Linked DNA regions of Mus musculus: region 2 is linked to region 1. A link is a contact called in public promoter capture Hi-C data. All regions are on one chromosome and are shown on one strand. Each heading gives the region's core, a stretch centred on a gene start, on an enhancer-like site or on the middle of the called end of the contact. The rest is flanking DNA. Distances are from core to core; before and after follow the strand shown.

Region 1 (3,380 bases), core at 744-3,243:
GGCACCAGCTGGGGTTGGGTTCTCTGCTAGGTTGGTGAGTGTTAGCCTTACTCCCAAATGCCCCCTTCAAGCTTGAGGTTCCTGTGGACTGGGTGAATATTTAATTGGCGACTGATAGCAGTTAAAGAGCTGGTGGGCATTGTACCCCACCCAGGTCCTGAGTGATTTATTATCCACTGTGTGATCAATACCCACCAATCACTCAGCCATCCCCTCAACAATGTGTCTTCTCATAGCTATTATTCCTATGCCCTTTGTTGGACTTGAGAATTCAGATGAATAAGGCAAAGCTGTCTTCTGGTTGCCCATCTAGAAGGTGAGACAGAGAAGAAAGCAAGTGGAGACTCACCAGTGCCTCTCGTGCAACCGTAGACGCGCAAGCCAAGGCAAGGGATGTGGTTCTAGGAGGGGAGGCACTAGGAAAGGTGATACAAGCTCATGTGGCCCTTTCAGAGCACGAAGTCCCTCCTGAGAGAACATGAGGTCTTGAGAATTATCCTACCATGGTAGGACTTCATTTGTTTGTTTGTTTATTGAGACAGGGTCTCACTGTATATCGCTGACTGGCCTGGAACTTAATGTGAAAACAACGCTGGCTTTGAACTCACAGAATGCCACCTACCTGTACCTCTGGAGTGCTTGGATTAAAGTCATGTGCCACCACACCCAGAGGCTCTCCACTTTGTTAATGTATGACATACTGTTGGCATACAGGTGACTACTGACATATGATCACTGAATTTTTTTGTATTGTGTCATAATAATATATTAACAACAACAAACATTATTGTTGTTGTTGTTGTTGTTGTTATTGCAGTGCTATGAATTGAACCTAGGGCCTTGTTCTGCTACTGAGCCACGTCCTCAGATCTGTCATATGTTGTAAAAAGCAGAGTCCTGAAGCCTGTCACCACAGCATCTCAGCACAGACTACCAGGGCAGGCAGTAGGCAGAACAGGGTGACTTAGTGAATGGTGTCAGTCAAGGTTAAAAATCAATCTCCCTTTTTCACCCCTAGTTTCAAGATAAGAACCTGCAGTCACTTGCGGGCTGGTGTGCACCATGCTGGGAACGAAAGCAGGCAGATCCAGAGAGCTGGAGCAGGGCTCTGTGGCTTGGGCCGCAGCTGCTCCTGGGGGCCCGCGCTCTGTCTGGGTATTATGCATGGCCCATGAGCTTGTCAGGAGGCAGAGGGGCATGCGTGCTGCCTGGTACTTCTCATGAAAACGAGGCCCAGTGGGGAAGAGGATGCATATTTGTTGGCTTTATTTTATTTTTCCTTTTATCTCTGCCCACATGCTTGGACCGTCTTAACGTTGATAAATGTGCGCATTCTCGCTCATTCTCTCTCTCTCTCTCTCTCTCTCTCTCTCTCTCTCTCTCTCTCTCTCTCTCTCTCTCTCTCACACACACACACACACACACACACACACGCACGTCTTCATTCTCTGGCTCGTGTGTGTGCCTCACATATTATACAGTCTTGTGCACCCTGAATATGGACACCAATTGTACCCCCCCCCACCGTGTGGCTCACCCCACCACCACCCCTTTGCCACCAACTCCTGTCCTTTTCACACAAAGCTCCCCGTTGGGAAAACTCATAATTTTTACACCACACAGTCTTGACTGGCCATTGCAGGAATTACTGGCTCTTTGAAGTGCTTTCGGTTGGGGCCTTTACAGGCTGTTTTAATTACCTGCAGCTTGCAAAGGGCCTTGCTCGGTCCGGCCTTTGTTTGTTTGTTCTTTGCAAGTCCGTGTAGAAAGGGAACCTGCTGCCTTCTTCCACACAGAGAAGGGAACAAGAAGTTTAGGACCCGTGCACAGAGCTTCTCTGAGCTTCCTGCTTCAGGGTGCTCTGCCTCCTCAGTCAAGCTCAGACAGAGAGGGCAAACTTTACTTGTGGCTTGCCCAGCTGCCAACTCTGTGGGCCCCTCTCTTAGAATCTGCCAGGTATTTTGTTTGTTTCATTTTGAGCTACCTGTGCATGTGCCCAGGCCATGATGCAGGGCCTGGGTGCGGGGGAGGCAGGGCCTGCTTGGAGGAGTTCCACCCTCAGCACCAAACACTTTCATTTTCAAGCATTTCTTTCAAGGTCTACCTTCAGACCTCCCAGCGGAGACAACAGGGCTGTGAAATCACACAGCCCACTGTTGACCAAATCAAAATTGGTCACACTTGAGCCAGGATCCCTTTCGATTTTTCAGCTAAATCTGTTTAGGGAATGGTGTCATTCGATTATTGAGTCTGGACTTCAGATGCAGGAAGGGGGTTGACATAATATGTGTGAGAGTGGTCATCATTGTGGGCTAGCTGGACTTTTCTTCCCTTGTCTTCGTTTGCTTTTCTATTTGATGCCTTTAAAAAGGACTCTTTCAGGGGCTGGAGAGATGGTTCAACTGTGAAGAGATCTTGTTGATCTTGCACAGGCCCCAGGTTCAGTTCCCAGCACCCACACGGCAACTCCCGAATATTCATAACCCCAGTTTCAGGAGATCCAACCACCCTTTTGTGACCTCTGTGGGCACCAGGCACACACATCATGCGCATACATAAATGTAGGCAAATGCTCATATGCATAAATAAAAATATTAAAAATCTTTATAAAAAAATTACAGCGACTCTTTGCTGTTCCTGTTGAGCCTGAGTGTAGCCTGTCCTCTGTGCAGGTAATGAACTAGAACGCCAGGGGAGCATGGGGCTTCGTCCCTTGACCACTGCCTACATGGCAGAAGGACTCTTTATTCATTTAGTTTAAAGCCATGTTGTGCTGGTGGAAGCTGTGAGCATGGCTGAAGGATATGTAGACTGGTTCCTCAGTGTGCTGAGCATGGGTGATGCATTATGACGACTGCCAGTTCCGTCTCTAGGTATGTACCCAACAGACGTGAAAATGGTCTGTCCATCACAGGTTCAAACTTGCATGCTGATGCTCATAGCAGCCGTGTTTGTGACATCCACAAGGTTGAAATGGCCGCCTGTCCATCATCTGGTGACTGTATATACAGTGTGTGGTACAGACATACAAGGACATGTATTCCAGTGTACAGAGGAAGGAGGTAGCCTGTGTAGGTCTACTATGGAGAAAACTTGAACAAGTGTGTTCTCCGAGAGAAGTGAGATCTAAAGGGGCCCATCTTATATGATGTCCCCATCTGTGACATGTTCAAGATAGCCGAATGCACAGAGGAAGGTAGGTTAGCTAGAGGCTGGGCTTAAACAGAAGAGAGAAGGGCAGCCATTGTTAGTGTAGGGAAAATATTCTAGAATCAGATAGCAGTGACGGGTGTACACTTCTGTGAATGTACTAAAAGCAAACCCTCTCAACAGTACTCATTAAAAAGGTAAATTGTAGGGTGTGTGGATAATATCTCAAT
Region 2 (3,515 bases), core at 797-3,296, 81 kb before region 1:
AGATTTTCACATAGAGTGAGTATGGCTGGGGTTGGGGGGGAGGCCAGGGCCAGGCAAGGAATTGTTCTTTCGTTTCCATTGTGTCTACGGATTCTCTTTCTCTGATTTGAGGATTAATGGTAGAATAGGATCAGAGGTTAATCGTGTGCCTCTCCGGTGACTGCTGGAGAGAGGGTGGTAGGTGGATGTGGACCCTAGATAGCAAGCCTTCTTTAGACAGGAACTCAACAAGCTCAATGCTCCATTCCCATGGCCAGGCATTCACGGCAGGGGGGTGTGTGTTTTTCCTGTTCCCTTCTGCTCATCCACTCTTGCTTTCTTTATAGATGGCAGTTCCTTCTTAACGTCCTCAAATCCCCTACTTCTTACAGAGGGTTCGCCTTAACTTGAAAGAATCAGGTAGCCTTTACACAAGGTGTTTTTTGTTGTATACCAACTGACTGGGGTAGGGGGGTTTCGCCTTGTCTCACCCACATGACACTGCCTATGAGAGGGTAACTCAATTGTAGTTTTCTTCCTTTGCTTCCCAGTGCTCGGTTCTGCGGACTTCTCTCTCCCACTGCTAATCTGAGACCTGGGAGTGTCAATTGTTAGGATGCCTTGTTATTATAAATGACCACCACGTTAGCAGACCCCCGTGCAGATCTTGTGTAAGCTCTGCCACCTGGTCTTCGTGGGTTTTTTTGTCTCCATTCACCGCCCACTTTCCTTCTCCTTTAGCTCCTGGGGAATCAAGATACGATTCTGTGGGTCCTGTGGGAGATCCGCGGTAAGCCAAGAACACAGCACCCCTAAACTGAAGCCTGGAACTAATACCTTAGGACTGGAGGGTGGGGCTGTGTGGGTGACTTTTCTGAGACCCCTGGGTGGCGCTCTCCACCACACCCCCAATAACACTGCGCTGGGGCTTTGGCCGGAGGCCAGTGCTCAGAAAAGAACCCTCCAACCTCAATTCCCTGCCTAGCTTCGTGTGCAAAGGAGGAGACGGTGCTTTCCGCGGGTAGAAGGAATATTTTTTTTCCTTTGGTCTTTCTACCCTACGGTTTGTCATCTCAAGTACGCCCTTTAAAATGGTCCAGCCGCTGAGGGAAGAAAGTACTCTGGAGCGGCCCAGCGCTCTTCCAAGCTTCCAGTAGCTCCTGAAGGCAGAGCTGAGTTAGGCGCAGAATCTTCAGAACTTTCCATCCAGGTTCCTGGGGCCGGGGAAGATGGGGGGGGGCGTGCGGGCGGGGAGGATGCCCGAGATTAGGAGTGAGAAAGTATTACTACTCAGGCCTTCGCATCTCAGTGTGCAACAATCTAGATAGCAAAATCGAGGTGCTGCCTCCTACCAGATTTCTACTGGCCCCTTTAGATTTATCTGGCCAAATCCGGCGAACTCCTGTGGTCAGGCATCAGAGGCCTGGTTTGGGACTTGGGAAACGACCCATTTAAAGCTAGGGTAAGGGAGGATGCGATCCGAATCCTGAGAAAAAGTGAAAAGCTAGAAGCCACACACTGAACTGGTGCAAATAATAAAAAACGGGACAAAACTGCGCTCTTGAGTACTGGAGTTGGGGGAGTTAGGGGCGCGGGATACACCGCATGCCCAGTGGAAATGAAAAAACCTGGGGCTAAAGTGGGAACCGCTTCTCCCACTCATCCTTCTGACCCCTTGGGGACTGCCAGGTCCTCTGCGGCTCCTCTTCCTTTGCAACCTTTTGCCCTCTCCACCTAGCCAACGAGCAGCAGCCGCTGCCGCCGGGGCAGCAGCTAGATGTCAGGAGAAGCCCGGAGCGCCGAGCGCTGGGAAGGGAGGGGAGCGCCCGGGAAGGGAGGGCAGGGCTGGGAGAGCGCACGGGCTCTGCCAGGGCGGGGGTGGGGCGGGGTGGGCGGGCCAGGACCGGCCAGGGGGAGGGGAGGGGGCAGCTGTGGGCAGGGAGCCGGGCTCGGCCGCCAGCACTAAAGATGGAGAGGCGCCGGGGCCTCGCAGGGGAGGGGGCTCGGCGTTGACGTGGGACGCGGCGGAGGCGCCGCAGCCGGTGGTGATTTGCTAACCTAGCGGCAGAGAGGAGTTAAGGGTGACGAGAGCGGGTACTGCGAACTGCCGGGCGATGCCGCCGCTGCCGCCGTGAGATCCGGAGCAACAGTTCCCCAGCAACACCCCTTCCCCGATCCAGGCACACCCCTAACCCCCCAGGCACGCACACCCACCCCAAGCTCCAGGCTCCGTAAGCGGTAAGTGTATGTGTGTAGGAAACCCGGGAAGGACTCGCACCGCCCAGCGACCGCCTCCCGCCAGGGCGCCCTGGGGCGGGAGAGGTTTAGGCGGGTGGTGCTAGCTTTGGCCACTCGGCCGCTGGGCTCGTGCGGGGTTCTCTGGTTGCTGCTGCAGCAGCGATCGCCAGTGCCCGTTGGGGGTCAGCTAGAAAGCGGCGCTGAGGCTGTCAGCTTGGGCACAGCTGCCTCACCAACCTTTCTTCTCCGGGCACGGTCCGGTCCGGGTGAGAGGTGGCAGGCCGGGAGGTCTGCCAGGGCTGCGGGCGCGTGTAGTCGGGGACTGGGTGTCTTTGTACAGGCAAGGGCTGGCGGAGGAGCAGAGAGCCTGTGGGTGCTCATATGTATGCGGACCGGTGCGCTTGGCGTGAGATAGGATTGTGTCTTATTTATTTGTGTTTATTCGCTGGCGAGCTGGGGAGCTAGACCCGGAGGAAGCAAGGAGTGAACCTGGGGGTCGGGTGGGAGGGGACTGGTATCCGATCGGGTTTTGTTTTCTTTAGAGAAAACGTGGTGGGATTTTTTTCTTCTTTTTTTGATTGGACTTGATGCCCTCTTTTAAGGAGAGAGGGACGCTTCGGAGAGACTCTGGCGCTCCGAGTCCTCCTCGGCTCTCGGTGGGAACGGCCGGTGGAGCGGGAGCTCGCTGTGCGCTCCCGGCCGCGCACGGTGGGTTCCCGGCTCTGCACCTGATGCATTCGGGATGTCTTTCCCACCCTGGCGCGCTGCAAGCTTGCCCAGCCCCTCGCACGCTCCCGCACGCGCTCGAAATGCGCACGATCCTGCCAGCCTGCGGACCCCACCGGAATGCACAGGAGCGCACCGCTGCAACCAGCTCGCCTCCTCCCCGCCACGCTCCCAGCGTGTTTGACTCGGGCACGCCGGCAGCTGGTGCGGGAGGCCGGGGACCCTGCTGGTGACTTCCCGGGGATCGTGATCTTGGGTGGAAGGTGGAGGACCCAGAGATCTCTTCTCATTTGGCCTCCCACCACTCGCCTCCAGGCTTTTGTGCATCCTTTTCTCCCCTGGGGGGGTTGCGCTGCCGGGCCGGCCTAGCAGCGGCGTCCAGCCCGCTCGGACCTTCTCCTTTCCCCAGGCTCTTTCGCTTTCCCCCTTTCTTAGTTCTGTTCCCTTTCTTCCAGGCACCTGACTCCTGGGGAAAAGTTGCTTTCCCAAGTTTGCCAAAGTCCTATGCAAGTCTCGGCGGGGGTCTCTGGGAACAAGGGGTGTGTTGCACCATCGATCCTCGGAGCTCTGGC

What was found. Promoter capture Hi-C pulls out the DNA fragments that hold promoters and counts their contacts.
Region 2: a promoter capture Hi-C map of liver shows a contact between it and region 1, with 4 times the contacts expected there. The contact joins the promoter of Zbtb16 here to the enhancer-like site in region 1. A contact is called at or near these places in 5 of 39 promoter capture datasets (the 3T3-L1 cell line, cranial neural crest, hippocampal neurons and 1 more), 18 of 484 Hi-C or Micro-C datasets (the HL-1 cell line, the HPC-7 cell line, bone marrow-derived macrophages and 8 more), 17 of 115 datasets of contacts at active chromatin or transcription factors (the HPC-7 cell line, the SCID.adh cell line, astrocytes and 14 more) and 5 of 9 other capture datasets (adipose tissue, embryonic tail, liver and 2 more).

The regions. Positions count from the first base shown.
Region 1 is chr9:48,754,199-48,757,578 of GRCm38.p6, reverse strand. All of the region lies in intron 2 of Zbtb16 (zinc finger and BTB domain containing 16), which reads left to right. Among named protein-coding and RNA genes, the nearest start is that of Zbtb16, 80 kb to the left of the region's middle. Within about 2 kb of position 1,993, at least 31 of the 459 cell types and tissues checked have an H3K27ac peak or open chromatin away from gene starts, as enhancers often do. A contact at or near this core is called in the SCID.adh cell line, embryonic tail and liver, where this site is marked.
Region 2 is chr9:48,834,756-48,838,270 of GRCm38.p6, reverse strand. Zbtb16 (zinc finger and BTB domain containing 16) reads left to right here and starts at 2,046. Exons shown (of 7, transcript NM_001364543.1): 1 at 2,046-2,217.